Linked DNA regions of Mus musculus: region 1 is linked to region 2. The links are chromatin contacts, called in public Hi-C maps. All regions are on one chromosome and are shown on one strand. The core of a region is the stretch at or near the end of the contact, and the rest is flanking DNA. Distances in the headings are between cores, read along the strand shown. Region 1 overlaps 3110009E18Rik (RIKEN cDNA 3110009E18 gene). Region 2 holds the start of Ptpn4 (protein tyrosine phosphatase, non-receptor type 4).

Region 1 (6,105 bases), core at 1,216-3,715, 310 kb after region 2:
GACCCTTTGTCTTCTCAGTTCAGATCCTCAGCTGAACAGGCACCCAGTTTATAATCTATTTAATGTGTGTCTGCACGTGCGTGTGTGCTTTGCATGTTTGGAGGTCAAAGGGCAACCTTGAATGTCACTCCTCTGGTTCCATCCCTTTCCTGCACCCCCCTTTTTTCTTGGCCAAAGTCTCTTAATAACCTGGAACTTTGCCAAGTAGGCTAGGCTAGTTCTCCTTTAAGCTTCTAGGATCCGCCTATCTCTGCCTACCATCTTGTCACTGGGACTATAGGCATGTACTGGTATACTGGGCGGCAAACCAACCTACCTACCTTCCTTCCTTCCTTCCTCCCTCCCTCCCTCCTTCCCTCCCTCCCTCCCTCCTTCCCTCCCTCCCTCCCTCCCTCCCTCCCTCCCTCCCTCCCTCCTTCCCTCCCTCCCTCCCTTTTCACTCTTTTAAAGAATTACTTCTAAAGTGACTCATTAACTTTTAAAATCACATCGATTAGTGAATTAGTGCATGTGCCATAGCACATTGTGAGGGACCAAGGACACCTGAGGGGATTGGTTCTCTTCTTTCACTGTGGCTCTCAAGAGTCAGACTCAGGGCAGTAGGTTTGGCAGCATCCCCAGCCACAACTGTTTTTGTTTTTCTAATTTAAAAATTATATGTGTGTGTATGTGTGTGTGTGTGTATGTATCCCGTCCCGCAGGATTCAGTTATTTGTGGCTGCGAGGGGAACCGCAAACCTGGAAGGAAATGGGATTGGAAGAGAAGAAGCTGGAGACCAAGTAGATTGTACCTATCAAGGTCTCCGTTTATATGCTGAGGTGCCTTATTTTAAAGCATACATCGTGGGGAATATGGAGGGGTCGAGGGGGAATTTTACAAAGAACAAAGAAGCGGGAATCTGCTGACATGAGGGCCGAAGTCAGGCGGGCACTCTGCATCTTATCTCCAGTACATAGATCCTCCTCAACAGCCTTGGGGTGTCAGGCCGGGCTCAGGTGTAACTTATGTCCTTGGAAGTCATGAGAGTCAGGAAGAGATAGGGAAGAGGGGACTATAATTCAGCTATTACAGCCTCAGGTGCCAGGAAGGGAACAGGGAGGAGGGAGTGATAACCAGCTCCTAGCACGAGGCCATTTGGCCTATCAGGGTGGGAGACAGTGAAAAGCTCGCTTTCTCACGGTATGGTCTCTGACATGTATGTGCTTGCGTGTGTATGTGTGTGTATATATATGTGTGTGTGTATATGTGAGTATGTATGTGTGTGTGTGTATATGTGTGTTTGTGTGTGCATGTGCTTGTATGTATGTGTATGTATGTGTGTGTATGTATATATGTGTGTATGTGTGTGAATGTGTGTATATGTTAGAGTACATGATGGAGGTCAGAACATAATTTGCAAGAGTTGGCTTTTCCTTCTGTGTGGGATCATAGAATAAAACTAACATCATACTCAGTGGTAAGGGCTTTAAAAACCATGTTTATTGATTCTTTATGAGTTTCACATCCTGCTCTCCAATCCCACTCATCTCCCTGTCCCTTCATATCTGCCCTTTGCCCTTGCAAGTCCCCCCCCACAAAGAAAATAAAATAAGATAGAATTTTTTAAAAATCTCGTCATTGGAAGCTGTGTATGTCACAGTGCGTCCCACAGGACACCCTTTGTCCACAGAGCTTTACTTGCAAATGATCACTGGGATGAGCCCCTGTGCTGTCTTTTCATGTAGATTCTCATGCTTATTAAGAGGCAAGCACTTTACCAAGGGAACCATCTCCCCATTCCCATCTTTTACTTTTTTTTTTTTTTAATTTTTAAAAAGTTAGTATTATGGGTGTGAGGGGCATGAAAGCGTCACAGCGTGCACGTGACAGAGAACAACTTTGTGGAATCCATTTCATCTGCACTTAGGTTCCAGGATTGATCTTGGGTCATCAGACGTTCACAGCAAGTGCCTTTAACCAGCAGAGCCAATCCCCTGGCCCCATCTTTTGTTATATGTAATAACCCCAGGCATAGCTCTGGATCACTGAGTGTTCCTAAGTATGAGAAGGCCCTGTACATCTTACAGAGCTAACTTGTGTGGTGTGGTAGGCAGCTTTTTCTATACACAGTGTTGTCATCTGTGAATTCAATTTTACAAACATACATGACAGAACATGACAGTTTATGTCTTGATTAACTGACAAAACTGCCAGGACCAGAGGCTTCTGGTAACCTGACTCCGTGCTTGTCTTAGCAGTGGTTCGTGATGGTAATTTTGACAGCCAACTTCGTAGACACAGACTACCATGAATAGCCAGAATCAACTGCAGTTACATGCTTTTCCTAAGCTGATAGAGATCGGTCTGAAGCCCACAACCCAGTGTTATGTGAACATGTGTTTTCCATGTCCATGAGGACATCAGGCTGTGCCTTTTGTCTCGCCTCAGGAGCCAGCCTTGCTGGGTTTCTAGCTGTCTGGCTGGGAACTCTGCCAAGCTGAGAGGTGCCAGCTTGGGACGCTTCACGGGCCTGAAGTGTTGTGGCAACCTGCACCCATGCTCCTTGGCTCCTGAATGTCTCTCAGTCTGGCAACTGGAGGCTGTAAGCCTGCTTGCTGACTCCAAGCCCCTAAACATGCTTGTGCCTGGGCCAGTGTGGCTCTCGGTTCCTAGGGAGGACCTTTGAGGGGTTGTTGAGTATCTCGGCTGCATTGATGTGGCTACCAGGGAACCAGGTGCTCCAGCAGGCACCAGCCGGAACAGGTTTTATAGATGCCCAAGTTTAAAGACCTTCCTAAGCCTCGGGCACTCTCGCTTTTCAAAGCCCTACCCAATGGTGTCTATGTTAGGGTGTGAACAGTCTACTTTCAGCAGAACTGCATGTAATACAGAGATATTGAGTTGCTGTTTTTTGGTTGGGAAACAGTAAGGTTTTCTTTATATCTCCTTCCATCTTCCCTTCCCTCCTGTCCTCTCTCCTCTCCATCCTCTCTTCCCTTTTTCTCTTCCTTTCATATGTCCCCCTTGTCTTCCTTTCCTCCCTCTCCCCCATCCTCTTCCTTCTTTCCTCCCTCCCTGTGTGTCCTTCCTTCCTTGACTCCCCCTTGCTTCTTTATTCCTTCCCTCTTTCCCTCCTATCCGTCCTCCCTCTCTGATGGCTTTGGGATGCTGGGGATCCAGCCTTATGCCTGCCAGGCAGGCTGTGTACCACTCTCAGCTTGCGTACCTCTCCTGTGGCCCTATGGCCATGTTGCAGGACTGCTTTGCCGGTGTGTCCTGGGGAGTGCAGGACATTCTCAGCCCTGCCTGCCTGCCAGCAAATGTTCCTGATGCCCCCAACATACCTCACGTGGCCCAAGTCGATGGCCCTAGAAGAAAGAAAGCATGTAGGGTGCTTTCTTGTATGAACCCTCCAACCTGAGAGATAGGGCCGGGCTCAGGCTGAGGGAGGAGGCACTGACATTGGAGCTATCCTGCAGAAGGGAGGCTCTGACCTGCTTCTTGAGTGGTCCTGTGGTTGGAGGGTAAAGAGACATACAGTAGAAGGGTGTGGCACAAACTTGGTGACAGTGTGGGAAGCGTGAGCTGTCATTGTGACTGTAAGGATGCATGAAGTCTGTTGCTATGGTGAAGACGTCCAGGCTGGCACGAGTGGGCTTTCAGTACCACGCAGACAGGGTCAGACACCTACTAGTCATGTGACCTGATTCTTGAGCCCCAACTACTGAATGCTATGGATTTTAATATAAGCACTTGAGCCCCCCCCCCCCCCCCGCCTTCTGAATTTGTGCTCTGCTATTGAGTTCAATCTCCATACAAGGTGCCTACCTTTGGAAGGTCCCACAGCCCTTCCCTACGCTGTTCTGGGGTCAAGTTTCTGCAGCCTCAAGGGACACACCCATGTCTGAACCAAACTAGTCTAGATACATGACTGTCCCTCTTAATATACTTTTTCTTTGTGTGTATGATGTCTGTCTGCATGTGTGTGCTCATGTGTATGGGTGCAGTGGCATACCTGGTTGCCATTGTGTGCATGTGGAGGTCAGAGGACAACCTCTAGGCGCAATCTCCCTAGACCACCTTCTTTATTTCTGGGGAGCTTGCTGAGGAAACCAGGTGACTCTTCCAGTAGACTTTCTTAGCATCTGATCCACTGGAAGATCTGGACTTGATGCAGTCGTCATGGTTTGCAGGTGCAGTTAGGTGCAGTCAGCTGGTGGCTGCATTGGTGTCACTGTTCTAAGGTCTCTGCCAGTCTCGTACGTCATGGCTTTAGTGCTCTAACTCAGTGCGTTCCCCTCCACTCATAATTCCATCAGACTTGTCGCAGTGACACATTTAGAAACATTTTTATTTTGAAATAGTTGTAGTTTTAGACAAGATCATAAGAAATGATGCAGAGAAGAGTATTTGTCTCTCTCACCCAGTAGAACCCTGGTGGTACCTGGCCTGAGCATCGTCTGTCTTCATGGCTAGACAGCTGCTGTAGGCACAATCCATGGTTTCAGTTTTCCGTTCAGATTTCACGAATTTTACATGCATTTGTGTGTGTGTCCCCGTGTACATGTCTATGTGTGCATGCATTTATTTTATGCAGTTTTATCACATGTATAGATAAGTATAAATAATATTGCAGTCAAGAATTAGAGCACGTGCTGGATTGTCAATGGGTAAAGGTACAGTGGGAGTTACAGTGGACACATCTGCAATATAAATAACAACTCAGAGACCTTTTTATTATTTTATAGCTTAGGCCTTTAGCTAGGGTAGGCCCCTAGCTAGTTTAAACTTGACTAACTTTGCCCCATCACGTGGCTAGTTCTACCTCTCTGCTCCACTCTAGTCAGTCCGTTCACCTCTGTGTCACCTGTCTGAGTCTCCTCTTCTCATTTCTTTTCTCAGTGTCTCTCTCATTACAGCCAATCAGACCCAATTCTAGGCTGCCTTAGGCAGATGAAGAAGAATGAATACTTACAAAAGAGAAAGCCCGCTAATGGGCCACAGACATAGCAATACCAGAAGCCTGCTGCCATTTACCTCCTCTGGTGCAGAAGCAACAATTGAATATACAGAGACATACCACAATGTCCCCCAACATAAAGTACTTGCTACAAACCCTGAGTCTGAGCTACATGGAAGAAAGCGTTGTCCTCCGACTTCCACATGGGGCTGGCACAGTGTACCCCAGTGTACATACACAATAAACAGATACATGTAATGACGGTAAAAACATGGGCTGGAGAGATGGCTCGGTCCGCAAAGCACTTGCCTTGTAAACACAAGGACCTGAGTTTGGATCCCCAAGGGCCCAGGTTAAACAGCTGGGAGTGGTGCTGTATTCAGAGACAGGTGGATTGCGGGAAGCTCATTGCCAGCTAATGTGGCCTATTTGGTAAGATTCCAGGCCAGTGAGAATCAGTGTCCCAAACAAAAAGTAGAAGAAACCTGTCTTTGTCAATGTCCAATTGCTGTGAAAAAATGCTGTGACCATGCATGGCAACTCTATAAATGAAAGCATTTAATTGGGGCTTGCTTACAGTTTCAGAGGGTTAGCGTGGCAGGAGCCAATGAGGGCATGTGGGCCAACATGGTGCTGGAGGAGGAGCTTGAGAGCTCTACATCTGGATCTGCAGGCATCAGGAAGAGAGAGACTGACCCTGGCTTGAGCATTTGAAACCTCAAAGCCTACCCCCAGAGACAGTTTCTCTAACAAGGTCACATCCATCCCAACAAAAGCACACCTCATAATAGTGTCAGTCCCTGGTGACCACGCGTTCAAATCTATGAGCCTGTGGGGACTTTCCTATTCAAATTACCACAGTACCCGAGAAACAGCATGTGAGATTGTTCTCTGACCTCTACCCATACATACAACATACACGCACCAGTGCATTCACACATACATGAACACAAACAGGACATTCGAGCCAGTGGGGAGCAGTTCAGTGGAAGATTGTTGTCCTCGGATATACCGGATTCTAAGATATACTGTGCCCCATCATGCAAAAGAGATTTAGAATATTTGATCACAAGATCCCTTATGCCCTTTGCCAGCACCACTCTTTGCTTAGCCTGGTGGCACTATGTGGGGCTGGGAATTCATGGAGCATGTCTGACCCTGGACA
Region 2 (6,716 bases), core at 3,988-6,487:
TTAGATAAAACTTACAAAAAGGGGGGAGGAGAAGGGAGGGAGGGAGGGAGGGAGGGAGGGAGTGAGTCTGGGGAGATGGCTCAGAGTTGGATGCTGAATTTTAATTCCAACACCTATCAAAAGCTGAAAATGGTGACACATAACAGTAACCCAAGCATGAGGCAGGGAAACAAGCTCACCAGCCAGTCAGTTTAGCCAGAACCACTAAACTCTAGTCCAGGATTAGTAAGAAACCCGGCCGGGAGTGGTGGCAGTGCACGCCTTTAATCCCAGCACTTGGGAGGCAGAGGCAGGCAGATTTCTGAGTTTGAGGCAGCCTGGACTACAAAGTGAGTTCCAGGACAGCCAGGGCTACACAGAGAAACCCTGTCTCAAAAAACAAAACAAAACAAAACAAAACAAAAAAGAAAAGAAAAAGAAACCCAACTATGAAAAAAATAAAGGGGAATAAGGACTGAGAAAGACATTGAAATGTTGACTTCTGGCCTCTACATGAACCTGCATGGGTTAGCACACATGTATACACATGTGAACACACTCATGAAAACTTTTTTTAATTGATATAAGAAAAATATACAAAATTATATCTAAACAAATAAACATTGCCCCCAAGGTACTTACTGCCAGGTCTGAAACCCAGATCGTTTTAACTGGATTATCTAGCAAAAAAAGTAAGTTCTTAAGTTCATACTTCAGAGATATGGATGAAAAATCAAAAAATGTATAAACTGAGGAGACAAGGGTGAAGGGGAAAGCAATGTTGTGTTTTAAGCAAGAATAAGAAATAGGGTAAGATCAAACAAGGAGAAGTTTTCAAAGCCCAGCAAACAGGTTAAGAATTAATTTGATAGGAACTGCTATATATTTTACATGGGAAAATGGCAAGGATTTTTTTTTCTTTCCTGTTGCTTTATGAGTCCACTCTCATGTACAACAGTTCTATTTTGTAAAGTTGCTAATCTTAAAAAAAAAAAAATGGGATTTTTAAAGATTCAGTTTTTATTCAACATGTAGTTCAATGGCAGAGCACTTACCTATCATCACCTTGGCCAGTGTGAGACAAATAAAAAGATAAAGTAGTGCTTTCACCAAATAACTGTGTATAGGAGTATGTGCAGAAATATTCTTCTCAAAAATAAAGTCTTTATATGAGTGATGAACTCAGTGGGGAGGGAAAACTCCTTCAGAATAATGCTTGTGAATATTAAATGCCACTGGTGTGTTCTAAGAAGTTACTGAACTTTAAAGCAAAACTGAGCCTTGGTAATCCCATCATTTTCTCAACAGGTTAAATTGAAGCTCAAGAATTAAGTTGTGTAAACCCATGGAAGACGGAATACCAGACCTCAGATTTTCTAGGAAGCAAGATCTTAAAGCTATGCTAACTCAGACCATGTAACAAGCAACCACATTTGGCTAAAAACTTAAATGACTAAAACAAAATGCAGCATCAACCTCAGTCTTTCACATAAACCGGTCCTACACTTCAAGTGTTCCACACCCTACACATGGCTAATGGCTACCATATCTACCAGAGAAGGGAAAAAATACTTCCCCCATATGTGTCAACTATACTTCAATAAATTTGGAAAAGAGGGCAAAGTAATTTCATCACTACAGAAAACTTAACTGGACTGCACTGCTCTAAAGAACAAGCTTTAGGGTGGGACAGGCATGGTTTGAATTCTGCTTGAACAGGAGCAAATGGCACAAGGTTGACATACAAGTGAACTAATAAACACACATTAAGAGTATATTTGATAGTTCAGTGAAATAACTTTTTTATATGTACACTGTCTGGAACTCAACAGATAATACTAACAGTCTTCCCCCTCTGGATCTTCTTTCTGTCTAGTACTCCACAGAACCTCCTGTGAGAAGACAGAAATAAGCTAGCCTCCCAAATTAATGCCTTCCTCTTAAGCATTCAGTTCTTACCAATTTCTTCAAATACTCATACCTTTCTTTCACTGTTTCTACCAGGGAATAATGAAATAAAAGATAACAGTGAATATAATAAACATCCCTTATATTTTATGACTACACCTAATTCTCATTCAAAGGCTATAAAATAAATTTCTAGACAACTGTTCTCCTATGCCAGTAAAGAATATTCTATATTACTTCTTCATTATGTTCCTTCTCACTATCTGTGCTAATTGAACACTACATGAAACATACCAATGTTTCTCTACAGTACTTTACTGGCCTCTTCCCCTCAAAAAAATCCAACTTCCAGAAATTAATCTTTAAGGCTTCTACTGAGCCAGTAAATTTAACATTTTTGAACTGTATCATTTAAAAACTTTGTTACATGCAAAAATCCAGAAAAAAATACCAAAACTCAGCTCAGTTTGTAAACCAGTATATTTCTATCAATAAGCAAATTTCATTGATGAGTAACAATGTCTATTTAGCTACATTAATTCATAATGCATAGACTTACATTCCTAACAAATTCACAAATTTTGCATTCCTAGTATGAAAAAAATTCAAACAGACCTTTAAACCATTTGCCCTTAAACATCTACCAAACAAGACTAGACTCCTACATGTTTTTTAAGGTTTCTTGCTTTTAAACAAAAAAAACTCTCAGAGGAGGAAAGAAGTGCTCTCAGTAAGCATCTCCTTTAAATTATCTAATTCGTATTTTGCTCCTTAAAGATAATTCACTCAAAAACCTAACTACTGGTCTCCCTTTCAGAGTTAAGGAAAGGCCATATATACTAAATAAATAATCCACACTATACATCATTTTAGAACTCTATTTGCAATACATAAAATTAAAACATTTCAGGTATACAAACCAGAGTACTTAAGAATCAACAGAGTTCACATAAGTTTTCTTAAAATCTGAAAAAAGTTTCTATTGCTATCACACAAAAATTTATTACTGTCTCATTTTATATACTAAAAAGGTGGCACCTATGCCTAAACTGATAAAAATCTTATTAATAAGATTCTATAATTTTATTAAAGTTCTTTTAAAAATAATATCCACAACTGGTCACACTAGAACCGTTCAAGTGAATCTTCCTGAGGCTGCATTCTAAGTACATCCGACCCAGAAAGTATTTTTAGCAAATGTGTTCAATAGATGCTGGTGTTATGCCTAGCTTAAATTAGAAATTAGTGTCATAAATTTAAAGCAACAATGTTACTAGGAACGTTTTAAAGCTACTAAATTAGGACATGGTGGGGGAGGAGAGAAGACTTGACACAATTTACCACCACCTAGAAGCCATTAGGAACCCAAGATGAGAACCAAGTGAGTATATTCAATCATCTGTTACTACTTTTGAGGAATCTCTGATCTTCTACCTTAACAAACTGTAACCAACTCAGTATTAAGAAAAACTATTAAACCAGTGATGATTCCTTGTGTTTAAAACAATCTTTTTAGCAAATGTTTAAGGAGCAGGTAAATACAAAACACTGTCATGTACTCATGTACACATACAAACATAACTACGTAGATCTTAGAAATCAAGATCACATTCATGCACATGTGCTATGACAAAATATGAACAAAGATAAGAATGCCATAAAAATGTGAAGAGACACAAAAATAGCTTCTGTGTTAATTGGAGCAGAAATGTATTCTGACAAAAAAGGTGGCATGACTGATCGTATGAGTGAATAAAATGGTTCTAGACAGCTCATAAGCTTCTCCTTGTAAACTGGCTTTTTCTTTAAAAGAGTATTAAATTTGTAATCCTCAAATTCAAGATTTAAATAATATATCTAGGTTATAGTCTACTAGGTACTCTGAATAATTGTTTAAGGTCATCCCTCCCGTTTTGGAAAACAAGTTTTCCCCTTTGACACACTTATGTTTGTTCACAAACCCAGGGTTCTCAAAAGGCTGCCATATTTGCCCTTCCAGTCTTCTAGTCTGACTTTACAAGTCAGATACATTAGCTTTTCTTGTTTTTCCTCCACAGCCATCTTTTAAATGTGACCAAATAACTGTGTTATTTCATCTGGACCCAAGATCTGGTCACACACTCAGTATTTCTTGAATTGCTTATTCCAAAAGTTAGGTATGACTAGTCCTCCTGGAACAGGCAGTTTTTAAAACCCCCTACGTAGTCCTTGTCCACACTGATGTCACTCTGTGATGCAAAGCCAAACATAAAGTCTCTGACATAAGTTTCAGGGAAACATCGATATGGATTATCATTGAAACTGTAAATTGTTCCATTACTTTAGAAACCCCAGCAAATGCATCCATACATGCATTTAACTACCTACACACACACACACACACACACACACACACACACACACACACACACATCTAGCTTTTCTTGAATCTCTGATTGAACTGATTTCCAGAAATCGTCCTGGGACAATTGAGGTGTCTACGCTTTGGTAAGCACAGTTCCTGTCCACAAAGGATAATCATACGCTCCATTTTTCCTGTAAGTAACTATAAAACAAACATTGACACCGAAACAAAAATGTAAAGCCAGAAAGCCACAAATGACTGTGCTTAACATTTTACAAAACCCCACAAACACCGATCTGTTCTTGACTACATACTCACGCTGAATCTAAACATCATGAAGGTAGGGACGATTCCAAAGCAGCATGAAAAATCTAAGTTCAGATGTTCTACATCTCAACTTTTTGGGCCCAACTACTGATTCCTAAAAGCAAGTATAATACTAGCAAGTCACAAGAGACTTTCAAGTTCAATGGAAGATAGCGTGTGTTCCTACCGCGTGCGGAAAAAAAATAAAGATGCTTATATGAGTCAATTAACCTAACATTAACAATTAGAAAAAAGAATCCCACAAATGAAATACTGAAGATTCTCCAGCCTTACCTTGAGTTTAGGAACATTTCATCTCCGCATCTATTCCACCCCTTCTCCCGTGCACTCATCCCTAGCAGATTTCAACTATAAACCCCAGGAAGATTCGAGTGCTCCGACCCACTAAGAAAAGGGAAGTCGATCGGGTAGTCTGGCCGCCCGGCTCGGCGAGCTTCAGGTGCGCGCCCACGACCTGCAAAGGGGGCCCAAACAGGCCGAGCGAAGGACCGCCCCAAGCGCCTCTCTTACCTTCGTTATCACAGCCGCGTCCTCCCGGCTGGAGAAAGGGGGGGGGGGGGGGGAATCCAAATACAAAAAGGCAGGAGGCCCCGGGCTCGCGGCCGGGTGAAAGAAGCGCGTGGTCCGCGTCGAGGTGCTCGCCCTCAGCGTCCCGAGAACAGCCGCCGCCACAGCGGCCGCGCCACGGCCGCGGGCCGCCTGCACCCCGTCATCCTGCGGGGCTGCGGCGGGGCTGGCGTGCGCGGGGAGGCGCGCGCTCGCACCTCGCGGCGAGATGAGCTAATCCCTTCACACGCGCCCCGAAAGTGCCGCGGTCCCCGCAAGCTGCGGGCCGAAGTCAAGTCTCTTTCAAGTCCCGGAGCCCCGATTTCTGACAGCTCCCGGGAGTCTTAAAAGAACAATGTCGCGTCCGCGGAGCAGGGAAGCGCGCGCGGCGTGAAGCGGCGGGTGACTCCAGGGAGGCGGCTCTGTGTGAGAGTGCAAAGGAGAGCCTCGGTCACCCTCCTCCTCCTTCTCCTCCTCCTCTCCTTCCTCCTCCTCCCTCGCCTCCACCGCCTCCTCCGTCTCCTCCTCCTCTCTCAAGCACACCCCGTCTCCGAGGCCGCAGCATAGCAACCGAACATGGCGGCTGCGCAGCCCCCGACCAGTCAGAGCCCCGGAACGGCGGCCTCGGCAACAGGAGGCGGTCTCGCGAGAGGTGAAGCCACGCCCTCTGCTCCGCCTCCTTCCCGCCTCCTACCCGGTTTCGGAGCGCGGGCGCCTGCCTAGAAGCACTGGTACTCACAGGTGCGAGAGAGACGGGATTTAGCGGGTTGGGAGGGGAGGGCGTGGCTCTGTGTCCACACCCCATCGCCAGGCAGCGATTGGTTCCTTGACTGTCAGTTCTGCCCCTCCTCCCTCTTCTAAGATGTACTTACTGACGGACTCTAGGGACACAAAAGAGGGGCAATAGCACAGAGTGGGGAAACTCGACCTCCTGGCATCAGGTTGTCCCAACTAAGTGCTAATAGAGGGTATAGGCTTTGAAGTGCAGTTTTCAATCAGTTCTCCTAAACATAAGGCCCTTGAAAACAAAGCCTAAGCAAAAGACGTTTCATGGATAAAACAAAGGATAGGTGCTTTCTGTGTGCAAGGAACACTGCTTTTTAAATCAAAGTCGTTCAATCATTTTAAGAATGAGGGTTGGTATTATCATGCCATGACCTTGAGGAGGGTATACCCTTAATATTTTCTGGGTAATACAAACTTGATGATGATAGAACATTCCTATAGAATAGGTGACCTCAACTAGGATCAAATGAAGGAAGGGTAAGTTGGGAGGACCCTCACATTTCCTCTTTGCTTGTTTTTCGTTTTTGTTTGTTTGTTTGTTTGTTTTACATTTCTTTATTTTGTATACACCTAAAATATGTGTGTCCATCTGTCTGTGTGTCTGTCTGTCTATCAGAGGACAAGGTTTGAGAGTTGGTAATCCTATGTGGGTCGCAAGGATTGAGCCAGACTTGGCAGCCAATTCCTTTCCTTTATCCTTTGACCCACCTCAAAAGTCCTTGACGTTTTTACCCACTTGGGGGTGGGGGGGGTGCCCTTTTCTGTGGCCAGGGTTCTTGTTAGATCTTAATCTCAATCTCTGTCACTAGAGACCTTATTTATAAAA

The links. A called contact is a pair of places that touch in the nucleus more often than the background predicts.
Region 1: a contact with region 2 is called in a Hi-C map of the N1E-115 cell line, with 2.9 times the contacts expected there. The contact joins the enhancer-like site here to the promoter of Ptpn4 in region 2. A contact is called at or near these places in 2 of 484 Hi-C or Micro-C datasets (the HL-1 cell line and the N1E-115 cell line) and 1 of 115 datasets of contacts at active chromatin or transcription factors (pancreatic cancer cells).

Annotation. Positions count from the first base shown.
Region 1 is chr1:120,140,271-120,146,375 of GRCm38.p6, forward strand. All of the region lies in intron 1 of 3110009E18Rik (RIKEN cDNA 3110009E18 gene), which reads left to right. Among named protein-coding and RNA genes, the nearest start is that of 3110009E18Rik, 22 kb to the left of the region's middle. Within about 2 kb of position 2,466, at least 18 of the 459 cell types and tissues checked have an H3K27ac peak or open chromatin away from gene starts, as enhancers often do. A contact at or near this core is called in the N1E-115 cell line, where this site is marked.
Region 2 is chr1:119,831,834-119,838,549 of GRCm38.p6, forward strand. It overlaps Ptpn4 (protein tyrosine phosphatase, non-receptor type 4), which reads right to left and starts at 5,238. Exons shown (of 27, transcript NM_019933.2): 1 at 5,069-5,238.